5 separate regions of the Mus musculus genome follow, and all the other regions are linked to region 3. Evidence: chromatin contacts called from public HiChIP or PLAC-seq and promoter capture Hi-C data. All regions are on one chromosome and are shown on one strand. Each heading gives the region's core, a stretch centred on a gene start, on an enhancer-like site or on the middle of the called end of the contact. The rest is flanking DNA. Distances are from core to core; before and after follow the strand shown. Region 1 has its middle 23 kb from the start of Emsy. Region 2 overlaps Uvrag (UV radiation resistance associated gene). Region 3 holds the start of Wnt11 (wingless-type MMTV integration site family, member 11). Region 4 overlaps Uvrag (UV radiation resistance associated gene). Region 5 overlaps Uvrag (UV radiation resistance associated gene).

Region 1 (3,936 bases), core at 977-3,476, 160 kb after region 3:
AGGGAATGATTAAAACAGAGCTGATGAGAGCTAAAGATATTTAAGAGATTGCATTAGTTATTTTTCTCATGGCTGTGATTACATACCCTGACAAAATGGAGGAAGAGTGGTTAATTTATTCCAGTTTATAGTTCTACAGAGTATAGTCCATCACTGAGAGGAAGGCATGCCAACAGGAGCAGGAGGCGTCTAGTCACACCTCACCCACAGTCAGGCAGCAGGAAGCAGTGAATGCCTGTGCTCTTCTTCTAGGACCAGACCCAAGCCCATGAGATGGTGCTACCCACATTTAAGGTTGGCCTTCCTACTTCAGTTAACCCAATTGAAATAAATCTCCACACCACCCACCCTGAAACATGCCCAGAGACTCGTTTGATGGCAATTCCAAATCCCATCAAATTGACAATCAAGATTAACCTTCACAGAGATTAACTGATAATCCAGGTGGGGCAAAAGGATAATGGAAGATGAAAAGCAAGAGACATATGGAGACTGGTGCACATGGCTGGGGTTAGGGGTGACTGCCCCTCAGTGAGGATTTGGACACCAGGAGTCCCTCGAGGCACCACACACGGCAAGAATGACTAACCCTCCTTGGGAGGGCTGGAGGGGAGTTCATGGAGGGAGGGTGTCTGAACGGACTTTTGGAGAAAGTACAAACGTTCCCAGTTCCACAGAGCTGAGATAAGGTGAGTGGAGCTTAACCGAAGGGAATCTGTGGAAAGGTCAGCAGAGAGGATAGGAAGTATGGAGGCACAGAGTGTGTGAGCACGCTGCTGTGGAGGGAGGGGAGGCAGCTGGTCCAAGTAGTCTGGGAGCTTGGGAGGCATGAGAGGAGAGGATGAGAGCCTGAAACGATGCCGAGACAAGGGTGTGTAAATAGATCCCAGAGGCAAGTAGTTAATGCAGTCCAGCTGCTCCTCTCTCTTGACCTGGTGGTACCAGCTTCCTGAAGGAGCCATGAAGAGGATTCTAACCCATCTGAAGGGTCCTTTTCAAGAGACTGTTTCTGACAGGTAAGTTTTAGAACATAAGATCAGCAATATACACCAAGATCATCTTTGTGTGTTTAGAGATGGTGTTACTATGTAACCTTGGCTGGCATGGAACTTGCTTTGTAGTCAGGCTGACCTCAAATTCTTAGAGATCCATCTGCCTCTGTATCCTGAGTGCTGGAATTAAAAGTGTATCTCGGGTACTTTACCTGCTGAATCCTGCAAGTTCTAAGATATGGAATCAGGGATACTCGGGGAGCTTTGGCTAGCTACTAACTAACTAGACAAAGCTAGTTCACCTGTTTAACTAGCAGTCCCATGGCATGGATTATGTCTATATAAATGCAGTTCTTAGTCAAGCTGTGTGGGGATGTGTGATTTCAGTTCTATTCTTGTTTGGATTTTTGTTTTTCTTGGAGGTGATTATGTCTTGTTTTCTTTTGCTTGGTTTCTATGTACCCATCACTAAATCTTTTTTTGGCCCCTTTGACAGGACAATGCGCTGACTGAATCTGACAGGTACTTTATTATGTCCAGTTATATTGCAAATACTGTGCTGTGCTGGCTCCGGGGGACTCACCTAGGAACAAGACAGACATGATCCCTTCTTCCCCTGAGTTTCTGGTGTAGTGAGGGGTAACGTACAAAGCACAGCCTTCCTTTGGTATCCATGAGCAATTGGTTCTAGAACACCCCCCTCCTTCAGCAGACACTCAGACCCACAGATGCTAAGATCACTTACTTAATATGGAATAATATTTACGCATCATCCCATACACTCCGGGTCCTATCTAGAGTGCTTCCGATGCCTGCCACAATACAAGTGCAGTGTAAACAGTTATACTGTACTGGTTAGGGACTAAGGACATGAAGATCATGTCTGTACACTTTCAGTGCAGATGTAACTTTGTTCCCTGTCTATTTTCAGTCCTTGATTGGCTGGATCCCATAGGGGTGGAAATTATAAACCTACAATGTGAGTGAAAACAGAGACCATGTCTGTCTTGCTCGTAGCTGAATTCCCAGTACCAGCCTTGCATATGACTGAAGATGATAAATTGCCCAACAGCTTTGGTCACCGTGTTGTTCTGTCAAGGGACCAACTGTAATTGTAATTAAATGTTATAATGAGAGAATGTGTGGATCCTCTGGGGACGTGTAGCAGAAACCCCTCACCCAGGGAGACAGGAAAGAGTGCATAATTGAGGAGTAGATGGAAACAATTTACTCCTGCAATCCAGTTATCAAGTACCACTCTGAATGCAGAGAATACAGCACTTAGCAACCCAAGGCAGCAAGCTGCTTGCCTTTCCGGAGCTTGCATTCTAGCGAGGGGAGAAGGTAAATAAACATAGAAGATGATTTCCAATAAAAACAAAACCAATAAAATTAACAGTGGTGTCGTGGGGACGGGTGAGCAGGAAGTGCGGCATGAGGCTATTTTAGGCATATTGGTCATGGAATGTCTTCCTGATAATGCTGAACATGCGCTCTGAGACATGGAAGCAGCTAGCTCCATGAAGAGAAAGGAACCCGGAATGCAAGATCCTCTGGAGGCAGAGCACAGTGAAAAGAACATTAAGGTCCAAGGTAAGTGGTAGTGGCTAGCACTGAGGAAATGGACATAAGCTCCAAGTTGCCTGTCCTACAGTGTCACTGGTAAGCCCCTCCACTGCAGGCTATTTGTCCACTTATTGTAAGACTCATTCCCAACGGCTCGTGAGGCCCCATCCGTCCCAGAGGAGCTACTGGCAGTTAATTGCTGGGTGTCGGGTGGCGCAGAGGGGTCATTTGTTTAGTGGGATAGCCACTGGAAAGTTGCTTATGATCATGCAAGTAACCCATGTGAACTCATGGGCCAGTGAGAGGGACGGAGGGAGAGGTTGGGAAGAAAAGGTTCAATGGAAGTGGGAGGGGAATGGGAAGTGGTAATGGTGCAAATATGATAAAAATACATTATATGCCTGAAGTTACCAAAGAATAAATAAAAACACTGAAAAGAAAATTTCCACTCTCTTTATCCTTCTCCATATTTAAGCAATGTAGAAAACTTGCAAATGAGAATGTTTTTCTAGCTCTTGCTAGACCATGGTTGGCAGGGTACAAGAAGGTATATGGACAGAAGAGGCTCTGGTCTTGATTAACCTTCCCCTAAAGATAGGATTCCAGGAGAGTACCTGGCTGGTCTGGTCTTCAGTGATGACTACACTGCCAGTGTAAGATGAGATACTGTGTTGGGGAGGAGCCTCCACCACATGAAGATACCATGGGCCCCAGGAAACAGACAATTTGATGAGACACTTTCCTCTGCAGCACAGTGACCAGGAGGGCCACAGCCTGGTAGAGTAGTTTCATTGCCTGAAAGTCCTAGGAACCAATGCAGTGGCTGGGTTGGCAGCTCTCCGGGTGTGTGGGAGAGCTGAAGCGCCCCAGGCCAAGAACATAGAAGCTTTAATGGTAAGCAATCAATTAGCCTGTTTCCTTCCTCTGTGGGAATGAACTGTTGATGGAAGCCATGTTCTAGTCCCTTTGACCTGCCTAATTCCTTTATGATTAATTATAGAGGTGACTCAGGCAGAGTGAATAGGTAAGTCCTACCCAGTTGGTGTCCCTGACAGGGACACACAGCAAACCTGGAACTCTGTTGGACAGTATCTCTCAACAGCTAATGCTCTCTGACATGCAACAGGAAAGACTTGCTTAAACTACCACCCACGAGTACCTGGATGCTCACTGGAGACAAGTGTCTGGGAGGCTGGAAGGGACTTTATAGGGAACTGTGATTACCGCATTTTAGGGTGCATTGACTTCTGACTGTTGAGAGTTGCACCAGGATAATATTACAAGCTTAGAGTTCTAAAACCTCACTTCTAGACATACTCAGAACCAGAGCTTTGAGAACTCTCTCTCTCTCTCTCTCTCTCTCTCTCTCTCTGTGTGT
Region 2 (3,944 bases), core at 757-3,256, 140 kb before region 3:
AATTCTCTTGGTAGGGGATCAGGAAAACCACTTCATAGAATCAGAGAATGTTTGAAGAAGGGTAAGAGGGTGATTTAAGATGGGTGCGTAAATATGCAGCAACATCAACCAGATATTGATGGTGAGTCTGTGGTTCCAGCACCCGGAGGCAGGAAGATCAGGGATTCAATGCCAGCTCCCACTACATGAGAGTTTATTTTGAAAATTGCAAGAGTAGTGTTTGATGTTATGAGATTACTTTAGTTCTGTGAGAATTTCCTTTATGGATAGAGAATTACCTTGTTTTGTTGTTTCAATTTTAAAAAGAGAAAGAAAGAGATGAGGGAAAGAGAGAGAGGAAGTAAAGGAGGGAGAGAGGGAGGGAGGAGAGGAAAATAAAAGAAAATTGAGACTTTGAAAATTTCAAACATTTTTCCATCCAAGGACTCACCTTAACTGGTGGCAAAGCTTAATGTTACCACTGATCTTCCTGAATCTAGGATCTTCCTTATTCCTGTCATGATGCAACTTTCTTGTCTTTTAATAATGACCTCCTGAGCATCCACGGACTTTTTAGTGTTCTATAGCAGTGCATTCTGGGAGAGGTTCTAGGAAAGGGATTTCTAACGGTTTTCTCATGATGTCCATGAACCTTTGCTGGATACGGATTAGCACTGCATGGGTCAGTGATGTTTGGGAAACCCCACCAGGGGCCCTGTATTTATTATGCTTTTCTGAATGACTCAGTTATTGTTAGAGCTTGCCAGAGAGAGCTGGACACAATGCGAGGAAAGGGTCCAGAGAGGAACGCTCATCTGAGTTCCATTGACTGAGACATTTAGTTTAAAAACGAGAAATGAAAAGAAAAGAAAAAACCCAATGTTTGTGCTTGTGTGTTTTTAAGTAATCCATAACACGAGAACCTTTTGTGGTAATGAGACCCAGGTGTCCTCTGTGTCTGTGTCCCTTCATGCAGGCATGATTTCTTGGAAAGGAGAGTCCATATGTCAAACAGTGTTTCACTGAGAACATGGAATGACTTCATAACTGCTGTGGCACTGATTAGAGTCTTAACTATTTTGTCCTGTCTGCATCAGAGGGTGCTGGGTCCCTTAACAGAGGAGCTGCCTCAGGGACTGGGAAGGCGGGATGGTAAGAGCTTTGAGATCACTCTGCACTCAGATGCATTGTCATATGAACAGTTTGTCCAACATAGAACTAAAGGAACGCTGAACTGACTTATAATGTTTGTGTAGCTGTTGTGTGTTGGTAAGAATTTTTATCATAAAGATTATACACAAAAGCTCTAGCTTTGAGTGGCTTTCTACATCTTAAGAACAAATCATAAGTACCTACTATAAGGGAACTGTGGCTTTGCTTCCAAGCCCTTCGAACACTGTTGAGTTAGTATCATTTCACATACCTAAGTCTTACAGTTCACTCCCTTGCTCCCAACCATCCTCCCTCCCTTCCTCCCTCCCTCCCTCCCAACCTCCCTCCCTCCAGCTTCTCACTAGCAGAAGTATCATGTATGACCTTTCTAACTCCCTAGAGCAGCCTCGGAAACCCACACCTCTGCTCTGTGTTAGGTGTGGCGGGCATCGTTAATGCTTGCTGGAAAAGCACATCTCAGAGGGCCATGTTTTGGCTTTGTCAGGTAAAACATCTTTCAGATCTCAGAATGCTGGGAACCTTAAACCTTTTGGTTTTCAACTAAAATGATTGGCAACAGACTGTGACATCTGAGGTTGCATGGCCTGCAATCACCGTAATTAACCACATGAGTTCCCATTTTCCCACTGGAGGCTCAGTGGTCTTGGGGTGATGAAAGTGACTTCCCTACCAGGAGGTGGTTTTCCTTTTGAGGGTATTGAAATACCCCTGGGCCCTGTAAGGCTCCACGCGTGATCCTTTTAAAATGCTTTTTAATATAAAGCTTCAATATTGGAAATCCAACACCACGGTGTTTAACTGTGAGGCTGGTGAGGCGCTACGGCCTGGACCGGGAAACCTTGCATGGTGTTTAATAGGTAGAGCGGGGAGTCGTGTGGCTACAGCGGAGACCTGGGCAGCCTGAACTGAAGCTCATTTCCAGTATTACTTAACTCTGCTGCCCACTGTCTCCTTTGATTTCATGTCTGTGCGTCATCTCTCTTCGAGATTCCCTTTTAGGTCGACATTTAAGCAGAATTGGCTTTGTTCACTGAGGAGGGAGGTGAAGTGAGATCACTCCTTTGTTCTTTTAATAAAGGTGTGTATGTAGTCTAAAAACATGCAAATGTAATTTTTCTTACCATTATCCTTTTAGTAATTTGAGAAGCATGCAGATGCTTGAGGTATTAACTGCTGGTGGTTTGTATTTGACTTTTTTGGAAGGTTCATCAAAAGACTTTTTTGTTGCTTCCTGAGAATTTTAACCCCTTTCCTACCGGGTTCTGCAGGAAGGCGGGGAAAGCTGAGTGTTAGCTCCGTGGTGGGCACTGCAATGCTGCAAGTGTGAGCCCCCTTAGTCCTCCTCCTCTCCTTTCAGAAAACGGTTCTTTAGACACAGTCCTTTTGCTCTGAGGAATGGTTTTAGTTTGGTGGCTCTGCTTGGTCTAGAAAGTGGGAGGCTGAGTCTCCACTGTGAAAGCTCTCCCAGTCTCAGCTGTGACTCCACACTTAGATATTGGGGAGCAGCATATTTTCAGGCCCAGAAGCAGTTTCCCCATTCATTCCACTGCTGTTGGTTTTTACCGATACGATTTTGACCAAGCTGTCCCACCTGGGCCTCATCTGTGTCATCGGGGAATTGATGGCATTACATGCCATGATATCTAAGATTTCTCTTATGAGAGAATTCATAATTTAAATTACTTTTTGTGACTGGAGAAAAACCTCCAGTTGGTAAAGTGCTTGTCCCATGAGCATGGGGACCTGAGTCTAAGCTCCGGCACCTCCATGAAAAGCCATATGTGGTGGTGCTTGCCTGTGACCCCAGTGTGTGTGGGGGCTCCCTGGACTCAAGTTAACTCTGCCAGACCAGTGAGCCCCCTGAACAAGACAGACAGCTCCTGAGAAATGACACCCAAGATTAATTTCCAGCCTGTTCTGGCACGCGTGTGCATGCACATGTGCACACACACACACACACACACACACACACACACACCTGCATGTGCACACACATTAAAAGTAAAGTACTTTTAGTTGCTAGTATAGTATGATTTTTAAAGTTTCTACAAAGGCAAAATTGTTAATAAAGTCTTTGGTTGTGTCTGGGGAGGAAGACATCCTCTCTGGAAATAATTGGGATGCTAGTTAGGAGTGACCCCGCAGTCACCTGAAATGGATGTTATTCTACTTTTTCATGAGGTGTTTGGAGAGAACAAGAAGTACTGCCTGTGATGCCTTTTTGTGAAGCACTACAGAAATGTGGGATTGCAGATTTAATTTTTTTAAAAAAATATTTATGTTTATTATTTTGGATCATGTATGTGTAACCATGTCTGTAGGTAGCTATGCGTGTATATGCGCAGATGCCCAAGGAGGCCAAAGGCATTAGCTCCTCCTGGAGCTGCAGTTAGATGTGGCTGTGGGCCACCTGATATGTGTGCTGGGAGATGAATCAGCTCCTCTGGCAGAGCAGTGCACGCCCTTCAGCACTGAGCCGTCTCTCCAGCCCCTGATCACAGACTTTTCACATGCACTTTTCCTGCAGTACAAAACTAGGACAACACTGGGATAGTGCATTCGAGTGCCAGCTACATTCTAGAACTCCAAGTTAAATGAGTAGATACTGTCTTTTGTTTTGTTTTTTTAACAAGGTTCTGTGATAGCGTGGGAGAGTGTCCTTACAGAGGGCTATGTCGGGCCCACTTACAAGCTGTTTCAGTGGAGAGTTCTTTAGTCTCTTTGAGCATTAGTTTTTGCTTTGTTTTTATTTTAACCTGTAAAATGGATGAAAACATACTAAAGGAGAGTCT
Region 3 (3,996 bases), core at 930-3,429:
TCTGCTTGGGTTCCTCTGATCTCACAGCCACAGGGCCAGCATGTGACCTTGTGGCCGCTACTTACCATCTCTATACCTTAACTTCCTTATTGTGAAGCAACGAAAAGTCAGTCTGTCACCTATCTCATGGAGTGTTAACAAATCAGATAGAGGCCTGCAGCTCTCAGAGCTGTGTAATAGGACACCCTGTGGTCCCTGCTCCCTGCAGGGGACAGGGGATGCTCCTGCCCCCATACTTCTGTCCTTGTTCTTCCTCCAGCCTGGGACACCTGCTTCACATTCCATCTCTGCCCGTCAAGTCCTCCCTGGGGGATGTCTTGAGTGCAGACTCTGAGCTGTGCCCATGTGTGTCAAGGCTTAGACGTAGTAGAGCAAAACTGGGTGTTGCTCTCAGCCGGCCTCGTACCCCACCCCATCCCCAGCACACGCCAGCTTGGGACTGTGTGTGTCACATGAATCCTTAGAACCTCAGGACGCCCTTTGTAGGGCAGATAAAGAGAGATGAGAGTTGTGTCCCCAGGACTCTATAAACAAAACAAGTCACCCAAGCTTGGTGCTAGGCCATGAAGGCCCCTGTAGCTCTCAGCAACCCCTTCCTTCTCTTCACCTCATCCCCTGGTCTGTAAAGCAATGGCTGAAGGGGCTTCTCTCACTGACTTGTGCCCAGCCCAATAAGCAAGAGTGCCTGACAGCAGCAGGAGGAGGTTCGAAGGAGCCTGGCCCAGGACAGACCCCCTTTCTTGTAAACCAGAAGTACAAGAAGATGGGATTTCCCTCCCGAATTATTTAATCAAGAACTCAGCACCAGAAAAGGCTGGACCAGGAACCTCCAGTTTTCCAGAGGTTCAGTGTGTTGCAGTAATTCCTTCTTCAAAGCGAATTCCTGGACCGACCCTCTTCAGTGCCCATAATCTATCAATCCCTTGTTTGATCTGCAGGCTCCCTAACCATGACCTGAGCAAGGCAGACACATTCCTGTTCTTGACTCTCCCACTCCGGGCACTGTACTCTGAGAGTGTCCTCCATATCTCCTACCTGCCAAACTCCTCACTTGTGCAGCCAAAAGTGGCAGCCTCTAGAAAATCTCTGTAACCCTCATGGGTGACCCAACCAGGCTGCCCTCCTCCGAGCCCCGGAGCCTCCACTCTTACAACCCCTGGAAAGTTATTTACAGCCCGGGCTTATCTCTCCCAGCCCAGGGACAGATCCTTCAGGAAGGGGCTGCCTTTCCCCATATCCCACTCCTTTCACACTGCCTACGGCAGCCACCACAGGAGGAACTAGCACTGCACGAGGAAACCAGGAAAATTGCCCCCAGCGACCATTTATCCTTCCAGGACATCCCTTAGCTTCGGACCTTCAGCAGCTCTTTAGGGAGTCTCCAATCAGATCCCAAGGAGCCGGTACTAACTATCCTTCTGACAGACCGAGTACTCGGAGGCCCCAGAAGGTGACACTTCCCCCAAGGTCCCCAGGTGGAAGGGGTCAAAACTCTCTTAGCAGACCTCCTGGAGGCTGACAGGCCATGATCCCGAACTGGACCCTGTGTCCTGAACTGAGCAGACTCTCTCTGAGTTGTGCCACTTGGAGAGGATGTTTCCCTAGTCCCTCACTGGCCTTTGAGCAACCCTGGCCTGGATGAGAAAATCCGCTCACCCACTTCGCAAGCCCGCGGAGGGTAAGAACAGCATATCACAGAAGAAGTCGCCGAGCTAAGAACGGCTCGCCCACGACGCCCAAGCCAACTTAGCCTCGCAGATTTTGGTGGGCTCACCCAACCTCTCCAGCTTCTCGCCCAATGGCCCATTGGAGTGAAAACGGAGTCCTACTTACAGCCACTTGATGCCATAGCACACGCCGGTGTGGAGCGCCAAGGCAAAGAGCAGAGCCTCGCAGACCTGCGGCCGCGCCCTCATCGTCGCGCGCGCCCGGCGCTCCCGGGGGTCGCACCCTGCAGGAGCCGCACCGAACTCCGCCGCCTGCAGGCCACCGCTGCTGTTCCTGCGCGCACGCCGCCTGCAATCACGGAGAACAGGGCGGCGGGTTAAGGCGGCGCGCGGGCTGGGAGGCGTTTTATTCAAATTACAAAGGAGGGGTCGGGCCGGGGAGGCTGAGCGAGGAAGGAGTCCGCTCTCTCCCCGAACCGCCCGAGACCCGCCGGCGTCAGGCTCGGATTAGGTGAGACCCTAGCGCGGCCGAGGGCGTGTCGCCCAGGGCAGATCAGGGTTGAGCGGCCCAGGAAGGACAGGGTGAAGCAGATAGGAGGTTCTCGGGAGACCCAGCAGAGAGTCTGGAGAGGACCGCAAGGAGGAGACCCCACCACCAGCAGCAGCGCGAAAACCAACTGACGTAGCGACCGCAAGGAGAGGAACTGATCCGGAATATGATTTAGGCTCCTATACTAATCCACGATATCGATTATTAGTTATTGCAGCTTTAATGAGTCTACAGTTTATTCATCTGCGAATGGGGTGATCTGAGCAGAATTCTCCTTTTACAGAGAACAGTCTCCCAGTGTAGCCAGCCATCTTTACTCCTCTCAGACCTGTGATGGGTATTGTCACTCCATCCATCTCAGATGAGGAAACCGAGGCCCAGAGATGTGGAAACATCTGTTCAGTTAGTTGTTAGGCTGTTCAGTTAGTGAGCACCCGTCTGGTGCTGGGCTGTTGAGCTATTTTGTCTACCTGTGCCGGGTAAGCTAAGGGCAGGGAGAACACAGAAGACGGTGCTATTTCTGGGCACCTACTTTCCAGTAAGGGAAGGGGAAACTGCAAAAATGGGGTGGAGGTGGGTGCTCTTTACACACTGAGGCATCTCCAGCGCCTGAAGAGCTACTTCAGACTTGCCACTTCAGTGCCTCGGTCCGGACGAGGCAGCGCCAAAGCTCCCTAGCAGAGCAGGGAAGCTCCAGGCCTGCAAGAGGTTGATTCTGGGACCGCCAGGCGGCGAGCTAGGGCCGCGGAGGAGCCGCCACCCCGCCCGCTTGCAGCCTGCGGAGCTGCTTTCTGAGGCTTGACTCCCTTCTCATCATTCTCACCTCATTAACTCCCTTCCAGGCTTCTCCCAAATTTACCAACACCTGGCATTCGCCCCGAGTCATACACAGCCCCTCTCCTCTCTGGAGCAGCAAGGACAAAGGGATTCCTTCCAAAAGGGTCTACAGAGTCTGAGGAAGGAGGTGCCAGACTTGGGGGGGGGGGGGTCTCTGGAACAGGGAAGAGCGGTTCTCATCTGGCTCTGTGAGTTTGGGCAATTCCTCAACCACCCCAGCCTAAGTTTTCCCTTTTATTAAAAAGCAAAGACCTGGACTCCAGCTTTCTGATCTTCGTCTGATCTTCTCTCTGTATCCGCTATTATTATACATACCTGTGTAGCCTATGCACGCCTGTGTGTTTCAAATGTACAGGCTTGAACACACACACACACACACACACACACACACACACACGTTTGAAACGTCATAGTTTTCTGGGGCCTTCTGGCAGAATCCAGAGGAATTCAAGCAGAAAACCTTGAATTACCCCCCCCCCTTCACAGAGTCCCCCAAGTCTGAAATGCTTGGCACAAACACGACTCCAAGCTGGGGTCTCAACGGGATTTTTGGTGCAGTCCGAATCTTCCTCTTACCTCTTCCGTATCCAGATCTTTCCCTCCCTGTTGGAAGTTTGCACACTTCCCCCAAATCAGAAAAATGTCTGCAGGATCAGATCGCAGAGGAGGGGGGGGGCCTCAAAACACCAGTCATTGTCTCTTTGTTCCCACTTAAAGTGTGGGATCCCCGAAGGCACCCAGAGTTTCTAAGTGGGAAGGGATCGCTAAGTCGCAGAAGGAATCTCAAGGACTTACACCGGGGTATCAATATACGACTCCCAGTGAGAGGAAGGGTGGCCCAAACCGCACAGCAGTCGGTCGGGGACCCAGGCCTCCAGCTATTCCCTGCTCTTCCCAGCAGCTCCAGAGGCCCTAGACTTCTCCTTCCGTCACCCCGGCGCG
Region 4 (3,751 bases), core at 1,189-3,688, 210 kb before region 3:
GCTCCACAGATCATTGTCTTGGGAATTCTCACCCTGCCATGCGTGCGTGTACTGCCTAACCTCCTAGGTCCTCCTTTGAAGTCTGGATGCAGGCCTCTCAGAGCCTGTTTCAATAAGCATGCATGACAAGGACATGTAAGGGTGATATCAAAGTTGGCTGCCAGTTTGAACATTGGCCTCAATCCCTTCACCTCAGCTGTGGTGCCACCTGGATGGCTGGACATAGGCAAACCCTTCCTTCCCTAGATGGTTTTGCTTTTTGGTTCTGGGCTTAAACCTAGGGCCTCACATATGCTAAGCAAATGCTCTACTACACCTGGAGCTATATTCCTAGCTTTCAGAGTCTGAGATTAGTTAAAATTTGTTTTATCCTGCAATGTGCACGGCCTGACCAAATTCTTAAATGTGGTTAAGGCAGTTTTCCTAATGTCCAAATGAAATATGGCTTCTCTTTAGTGGCCCTGACCATATCTTCTTCAGTCCTAGCTTTATGCTCTATTTTTGGGCAAACAGCAAGTTTTTCAAATCCGTTTGCTCTGTTTTTTTTTTCTCTCTCTCTCTTTCTCTCTCTCAGTTCTCACTATGGACTTGGCTAAGCCAGACTCTGGTAATGTTTTTTTCAATGTGATAACAATTCAGTGTGAATGATGAGCTGACTGTATTCCCCTTGCCTTGTTAGTCTGTTAACTTTAAATTTAGCCTAAAAGTCTCAACAAAATGCACCCAAGTTCTTTTAAAAATTAATCTGAGTGGCCTCTAGTTCACTTCCATTGCCATCTGAAATCCCCGTCTGAAAGCTCGCTCACACTGCTGCGTGCTTCATCCTGCTCACTTACCTAAACCTTTCCAGCAAACTGGCTCTAAAGACTTAAAGAATGATGTGATCAGGTTAGTCATAGACATGTCCCTACTCCCAGTATTAATCTTCTGTGTTAGTTTTTCCATTGCTGTGACCAAATAACTGAGAGAAACAGTTCAAGGGTAGAAAGATTTATTTTGCCTCATGGGGTTCAGAGGTGTCAGTCCGTGACCACTGGTTCCATGACTGTGAGCTTGAGGGAAGGCACTGCAATGGTGGTAGCATGTAGGAGCAACTTGGCTTTTGTTGTAAGCTTTTTCCTTTCCCCATCAGAGACTATTTAGGGTCCAGTCTGTGGGATGGTGCTATCCACTTTCAGGGTGGCTCTTCTCTCTTGTAGTGAATTTCTTCTGGGACTGTGTTCACAGATACACCAGAGATATGGTTTGCTAATAGTCTAGGAAAGTCTACTTCAGTAAAGCTGGAAGTCAAGCTTAACGGTCATAGGTAGGATAGAATTCTCCAGTTAACTACTCTCTGATCCAGTCGATACTCAGCTAGTAAGCACTGGAGTCAGTTATCCTCGGCATACAGTAGGTGGTAACAAAACACAACTGGATCTCATCAAGCAGGACCAAGAGCAGGAGACAGCACCCGTGAAATAGCAAGAACCAGGCACACGTGCCTGACTTCTTAAAAAGACTCTCTTCCAGACGTGGACCGCATACCCTTGCTCTGTGAAGCCTCCACAGATCTCACTTCATTCTTTGTACCTTTTTGTATTTTACAAGCCTGCTATGTGCTGACCATTTAGCTTTAATACCCCGAATTTTTTCTTAAAAAAAAAACAAAAACAAAGCAGAAAACAACACAATCCAGGGTTTCTCTATATAGCCTTGGCTGTGTAGACCAGGCTGGCCTTGAACTCACAGGGATCTGCCTGCCTTTGCTTCTGGGGTGCTGGGATGAAAGACAAGCATCACTAGGCCTGGTTGCATTAGTTCCTTTGATAATGTTTATTTGTGGTTCTCCTGCTTTTAAACCAGGTCTCACTCTTTTGCCTGTCTCCTAGACTCAAGTGATTTCTTGCCTGAGGTTGTCAGTCAGCTGAGGCCATAGATGTTTGCCGTTTTGAGTTGTTGTGTATAAAGCTTATGCTGTGTGTGCTTTAGCGTCCCCTTTAGCCCCTTCAGCAACTCTGTTTGTTAGGTGTATGGCTCAGGAAGGCTCAGGGAGTTTTAATGGCTTATTCAGGCTTGCGTGGCATTTTCTTGTCTCCGCCCCCAGTGTGAGGTCTCCCCACTGTTGCCTGCTCTTTCTGATGGGATGCACAGACCCTGTGCTTGGTGAGGCTTTCTTTCATTTTCTTGCACTGTGCTGCAGCTCCGTTTGGGTTTTTTTGTAGATTTGATCAAAGAGCCATATGATCCTAATACGTCTTCAGGCTTCAGAGCTGAACCTTGCAGTGGGTGCAATTGCCAACGTCAGACAGTGTTTCCAAGGCTAAAAGTGAATGTCTTACTGACCGATCCTCCGTGTTATAAACTGCCGCTGTGGAACTGTTTATGTAGAGAACACAGAAAACAGGACTTGTATAATTTCTTTCAGAGCACATTGACTCACTGGCACTGAGTCAGGCATGCCAGTTTTGAAGCTTCAACACGAAGCCATCCCGTATCCTTGGAAACCATGGCTTCTCAGTGCTTGTTTTAAGCCACAGTTTTCCTTTTAATGTAAGTAGATTTTGATGGTAGAAAGAAGTTGTCATGTGGAATTACTTTGTGAAGTCATTTGAATAGACTTGAAACATCGTTTACACATAAGTAAACTCACTAGTCTCAAAGATGCCCGGGCACAGCATGGTGTACGCCCCCACCAGAGGCACAGTGTGCGCCCCCAGCCCCCTTCATTGCAACACACATGCCTGCATCTGCAGCTCAGCCTCGGAGGAGATGGCAAAGTCTCTGATAGGAAGCAAGTGGGGAAGGCACTGGTTTTCTGTGACTTTTTATGGGTTTTCATCAAAAAGCTTCTTTTCCAAATGAATTATTTTGGTGAGGTATTTTTGTTGTGGCACAAATAAAGAGAAGTTGAGGTTTGTTTTATAATTTTTCCTTTTTTTTTTTTTTTTGATACTGCTTTTCAAGTAAAAGTTGGTATGAGCAGTTTTGTTCACATCCTGCATAGATTGGTCACCCCGTAAGCAGGGGTTTATTGCGTCCGTGCTAACTCCTGTGCAGGGGAGACTCCAGGAAGTGCTGGGTTGCTTACCTTCAGAGACCCTAGCCAGGGCCTTCGAGGTAGCTGAGCCCACAGGCACTGTGCATCACATTCTCGCTCCGTGCTTGCTTTTCTAGAAACAGTGAGAGGAGGCCCCATGGCGACCACGAGAACTCCCCTCCTGCCACACACTTAAAAATTAAAGTGGACAAATGGCATGCCATTAACAAATCAGACCCTAGAATTAAAAGTTGAGACTCCCGTTCTGCCCTCCCCAACCTTGCCCATTTTCACCCATTAGGGATAGCTGCCACCTGGAACTCTCTCTGTTTTGACTTCTGGTGGTTATCTGTAAAACTTGACACCAACTTCTTTGTTTCTGTTATTTGATAAATGAGTTTTTAGATAGCGCGCTCTTGGCTTTGGCTCATGAGGAATGAGGAATTCAGGACATTCCTCCCACGGGGCCTCTTCCTTTTCTTCTGTCTTAATACTAGTCACATCTTTACATAATGAAGCTTAGAAATAACTTTATATTTGATAGTATTGCTATCAACTATTGTCTGTCTGTGCACGGACTGAGAATGGAGCCACGGGGGACTCCCTTCATCGTATGACTGTCAATGCTGATGGCCTGACCCCAAGCAGCCTCCACAATGCCACAGCCCAGTGACTGGGACAACGGAGAGACTGTTTAAAAGATTTAAAAATGTAATTATGAATTTGTGTGTG
Region 5 (3,908 bases), core at 420-2,919, 180 kb before region 3:
ATGAGAGCAGCTGGTTATTGATCCATTTTCCATCTGTAAGTTAGCAGCATACTTTGCTGATCATTTACCTATAGACAAACCTTGGGATCTGACAGATTTTCCGATCAGTTTGTTACTTCTAGATCTTTTACTATTTATATAAATTATAGGGATTTATATAAAGTTATCCCCATGAGCCCATGTCTCTGCCTCCTAGCAGTGAGAGTACAAGCTTGTGCTGCCATCTCCAGGGCTTGAACTCAGGCTCTCATGTTTGAGCTGCAGGCTGCTTTCTGACTAAGCCATCTTCTCAGCCCCTCAACTAGATCACGTTCTAAAGCACTTCTAAACCCCTAGAGTCCTTTGCCCTACCCATGTCGTAGCAGGAGGAGGCATTGCAGAGTACTGTTATTTTAGGGCTTGTAATTCCTGTTACTTCATTATATGTTTGACTCTAGAAATAATTGGTTTGTTCAGGATTGATTCTATTTATCCTAGGAGATTTATAATTCATGTCTGTGGCTCTCTGTTTAGACTTTGTAATTAACTCACTTACATTTTTCTACAACTTGTATTTCTAGGCTTCATAGAGCCCAGTGTGCAATTAAACAGACTCAGGTAACTGTTCAGAGACTTGGAAAGGAAATTGAAGAAAAACTAAGACTCACATCGACAAGCAATGAGCTGGTAGGTTCTTGTATAAGTACCTGTTCAAACTCTTGTTTTTGTCAAGCGATTATCATATTATTCTTGGAAAAAAATCTCTAGACCGTACTAATAACGATGCTAATAATGTTGCATTCAGATGGCTGCTGGTGTATTTTAAATGTTAGAAATCAAAGTTCCCATCTGCTAGTAGCGTGAGGTAAATGTGCCACTTTCTATTAGATGAAACTTGAGATATAATTACTTGGGAGGTGACTGGCAGACTGTTTTATTAACGTCGGATAACTGTGAACTCCAAGCATGAAAGGTACAGTGAGTGACCTAGAGCTGCCAGGACAGGGGAGGGGGAAAGGAAGTCAGTGGAACTAACGCACTTGAAGAAAGCATTTGGGTTGGTATTGGTGGCTCAGCTGCTGAGAGCCCTGCCCCCAAGCCTAACACCTGAGTGTGGTCCCTGGGATTCCTGCGGCAGAAGGAAAGAGCTCACTCATTCCTATACGCTGTCCTCTGACTCGCAGGACACACACACGTACGTAAATACTAAACACATAAACAAATGTAAAAAAAAAAATCACTTTATTAGTGTATATACATAGTGCTGGGTTTAATGAAGATAGTTTCTTACCGTTTAATTTGTTCTTTGATTATATTCAGCCAGGATGAATCCACTTTTGAAAGGTGGATTTTAAAATGAATAGGATCAGTTATGAGAGTCTGATTTGTGAAGTGTTCACCTTTAGAGAGATGTGGGTTAGCTGAGGCATTCCAAAGGATCCATGACCTCAGACTGGACGGGCAGATCTCAGGGCTTCACAGCGTCTGGTGCTTTCTGATGCTCTTCCTCAGAGGAAAAGAACGGCGGCTTTCAAACAGCTGTTCTGTGTCGGGAAGCCACGTGTGCACCACTAAATCACACTCTGCTGCAAATGAAGCCACGTGACTTCGAACGGCCTGCAATGTGCAGTGAGTTAGAAAAATACTAAAAACTCACAGCTTGCCCGGCAGTCCCGGGAGCTGTTACCTCCCATATGCAGCCTCTTCCCACTGCCGCTCGCACATGCGCATCCAAAGGCGCCTCTTACACCAAGGGTTGTCCAATCACAGGCCCCTGAGACTGCGGGAGCTATGTGTGAGCAGCTACCTGTGCGCAGGCCCTCTCCTGGGACCTAACGAAACACATTTGTTCATCTTGTAGAGATGCTGAGATTAGCAGTCCATTCCAATGACCTTCATCCGCACACCTGCTCGTGCTGTTCCTGGCCAGAGCAGGTGTCCGTGGTACCCAAGCAGCAGCAGGAGCTGCTTGTCTCTTCATAGCACTTGCCTTGTCTCTGGAAAATCCTCCCTCCACGCTAGAGAAATGGCTGCCTTTTGTGTTATAACTTAGGACCATAAAGGCCTAATGCCAGGCCACGAGAACATTGTAGAGGGAGGGAAAATTATCAGATTTTTTTTTCTGTAATGTACAAAAATGCATTTTTAGGACCTTTGTCTGGGGAGAACTTGCTAGGTTTTATTTTCCTTCCTTTCCTCTCCCAGGCAAGACTGGGAATTGACTTGTTCCATTAAGTGACTGCGTATGCTTTGTCTCAGTGTGGACACATGTCTGCTTAATCCTGTTTTTCTAAACTATGAGTGCTGACACCCAGGGTAAGGTGATAGAACGTGTAAGCTGTAGAGGTCAGGTTCAGAGGGTCACTGTGTGTTTGTATGCCGCCTAGTTAACACAGAAGGAAGTCAAGGGAGTTTTAAACTGGAAGTGAACCTAGAAATCATATAGTTTCATAACATCCCACTGAGAACCACACCCCAGTACACTCAGTCCCTATCTTGCTTGGTTTTCCTATATAGTATTTATTACCATCTAATGTGATAGCTATTTAATATATTTGTGTCTCTCTAAACCATGAGACTTGGGATCCCAACCCCCCTACTCCCATTCTCCCGCTTCCTTTGGTCTCTTTCCCCTCCTCCCTCCTCCCCTTCCTCCCTCCCTTCCTCCTTCCTTCCCAACCTTCCATCTCTTTTGAGTCCCAGGATCTAGACAAATGTTTGACTCATAGAAGATATAAAGTATATATTAAGTATTTGTTGAATTTCGGAATGAGTCCATGGGACTGGAGAGATGGCTCAGCAGTTGAAGGACTTGCTGTTCTTCAGAGGACCCAGGCTCAGTTCCCAACATTTACGTGGAGTGTCTCACAGCTGCCTATAACTCAAGCTCCAGGGGACTGATGGCCTCCATGGGCGTCTGAGCACACAAGGACACATCCACATATAGACACACAAGTGTACACATAAATAAAAACAAAGTAAAAAACAAAAGAGAATGAAACAGAGGAAAAAATATGGCATATTTGATGCTGAAACCAACCAGTTACCTGCCTCAAACTTCTTCTTAATGAATCCTAAGTATGTACCTCTTCAGAGATGGCAGGTTTGTAGCTGAAACCTTAGCATCTTCACATATGCCATACGCGCCCAACATGAACTATGGCACCTAACTGTATTTCCTAGGAGATAGCTGGTATAATGTGCTCACTTGTAATCCAGCACTCAGGAAACCTGAGTCAGGATAATTGTCCTATGTCTGAGGCCAGCCCAGGCTACTTAGTGAATTCAAGGCTGGCCTGAGATACATAGTAAACCCTCTCTAAAATGAGTAGACATATAATAGTCTTTCAGATTGACTTTTGTCATTCTCTGGTGTTCTTTCCCCTGTGGTGCTGTGGTCCAGCTCATCTTGCATTTGCCCTGCCTGTAGCCATCTTTCACCAGGACCCAGCTCCTTAGGTTGGCTGAGGTCTTTAGAAACAAGATCTGGTCACTGTGTGTGCTTGGGTATTGGGGGTGCTCATTGCTTTTAAAGCCCCCTCAGCGTGCATGGCTATCTCTGTATGAATGTATACCTATCTATATTAAAATAAACATGAGTTCATACTAGTGTTTGCCATTCTAATGCCACAGACTTTATTCTGGTTTTCTCATTCATTTTGTTTATTTGCAATATCTTTTTCTGATAGTGAGAAATCTGGCTCTCATTAAGTATAATGTACTTATCCGTTAAGTCCTGGCATATGTGTAAAGTGGTTCCGATTTCTTTTTCCATTCGTTTTGTTATTATAATTATTAGTGTATATTAAATCTTTGTATTAATGGACTCCACTGTGACATTTCCACATATACACATATCACGCTCTCATCGTATCTACCCTCCCCCGCCCTCCCTCAGCCTCTCCCCAGCCGCCTTGCCTGAGTATTCT

The links. Promoter capture Hi-C pulls out the DNA fragments that hold promoters and counts their contacts. HiChIP or PLAC-seq counts read pairs in DNA pulled down with a chosen protein or histone mark.
Region 1: a contact with region 3 is called in an H3K27ac HiChIP or PLAC-seq map of embryonic fibroblasts, with 4 times the contacts expected there. The contact joins the enhancer-like site here to the promoter of Wnt11 in region 3. A contact is called at or near these places in 6 of 39 promoter capture datasets (the 3T3-L1 cell line, the SN4741 cell line, cranial neural crest and 3 more), 9 of 484 Hi-C or Micro-C datasets (cerebral cortex, embryonic fibroblasts, embryonic stem cells and 3 more), 7 of 115 datasets of contacts at active chromatin or transcription factors (craniofacial prominence, embryonic fibroblasts, embryonic limb bud and 3 more) and 2 of 9 other capture datasets (adipose tissue and embryonic stem cells).
Region 2: an H3K4me3 HiChIP or PLAC-seq map of embryonic limb bud shows a contact between it and region 3, with 3 times the contacts expected there. The contact joins the enhancer-like site here to the promoter of Wnt11 in region 3. A contact is called at or near these places in 10 of 39 promoter capture datasets (the 3T3-L1 cell line, cranial neural crest, embryonic stem cells and 6 more), 2 of 484 Hi-C or Micro-C datasets (group 2 innate lymphoid cells and pre-megakaryocyte-erythroid progenitors), 5 of 115 datasets of contacts at active chromatin or transcription factors (craniofacial prominence, embryonic forebrain, embryonic limb bud and 2 more) and 1 of 9 other capture datasets (adipose tissue).
Region 4: an H3K4me3 HiChIP or PLAC-seq map of forebrain shows a contact between it and region 3, with 4 times the contacts expected there. The contact joins the enhancer-like site here to the promoter of Wnt11 in region 3. A contact is called at or near these places in 13 of 39 promoter capture datasets (the 3T3-L1 cell line, the C10 cell line, the HPC-7 cell line and 9 more), 4 of 484 Hi-C or Micro-C datasets (embryonic fibroblasts, nephron progenitors and uterus), 17 of 115 datasets of contacts at active chromatin or transcription factors (bone marrow-derived macrophages, craniofacial prominence, differentiating embryonic stem cells and 12 more) and 3 of 9 other capture datasets (adipose tissue, liver and pancreatic islet).
Region 5: a promoter capture Hi-C map of hippocampal neurons shows a contact between it and region 3, with 4 times the contacts expected there. The contact joins the enhancer-like site here to the promoter of Wnt11 in region 3. A contact is called at or near these places in 12 of 39 promoter capture datasets (3T3-L1-derived adipocytes, cranial neural crest, embryonic stem cells and 7 more), 4 of 484 Hi-C or Micro-C datasets (the N1E-115 cell line, cranial neural crest, embryonic stem cells and 1 more), 12 of 115 datasets of contacts at active chromatin or transcription factors (craniofacial prominence, differentiating embryonic stem cells, embryonic forebrain and 9 more) and 3 of 9 other capture datasets (adipose tissue, embryonic stem cells and liver).

What each region holds. Positions count from the first base shown.
Region 1 is chr7:98,677,166-98,681,101 of GRCm38.p6, reverse strand. No RefSeq gene overlaps it. Among named protein-coding and RNA genes, the nearest start is that of Emsy, 23 kb to the right of the region's middle. Within about 2 kb of position 2,226, at least 19 of the 459 cell types and tissues checked have an H3K27ac peak or open chromatin away from gene starts, as enhancers often do.
Region 2 is chr7:98,981,278-98,985,221 of GRCm38.p6, reverse strand. The region is part of intron 11 of Uvrag (UV radiation resistance associated gene); the gene reads left to right. Among named protein-coding and RNA genes, the nearest start is that of Gm33827, 110 kb to the right of the region's middle. Within about 2 kb of position 2,006, at least 9 of the 459 cell types and tissues checked have an H3K27ac peak or open chromatin away from gene starts, as enhancers often do. A contact at or near this core is called in embryonic limb bud, where this site is marked.
Region 3 is chr7:98,837,028-98,841,023 of GRCm38.p6, reverse strand. It overlaps Wnt11 (wingless-type MMTV integration site family, member 11), which reads right to left and starts at 2,179. Exons shown (of 5, transcript NM_009519.2): 1 at 1,834-2,179. The coding sequence starts at 1,916.
Region 4 is chr7:99,045,403-99,049,153 of GRCm38.p6, reverse strand. The region is part of intron 6 of Uvrag (UV radiation resistance associated gene); the gene reads left to right. Among named protein-coding and RNA genes, the nearest start is that of Uvrag, 94 kb to the left of the region's middle. Within about 2 kb of position 2,438, at least 30 of the 459 cell types and tissues checked have an H3K27ac peak or open chromatin away from gene starts, as enhancers often do. A contact at or near this core is called in forebrain and neural progenitor cells, where this site is marked.
Region 5 is chr7:99,013,327-99,017,234 of GRCm38.p6, reverse strand. It overlaps Uvrag (UV radiation resistance associated gene), which reads left to right. Exons shown (of 15, transcript NM_178635.3): 7 at 561-666. Among named protein-coding and RNA genes, the nearest start is that of Uvrag, 130 kb to the left of the region's middle. Within about 2 kb of position 1,669, at least 25 of the 459 cell types and tissues checked have an H3K27ac peak or open chromatin away from gene starts, as enhancers often do. A contact at or near this core is called in hippocampal neurons, where this site is marked.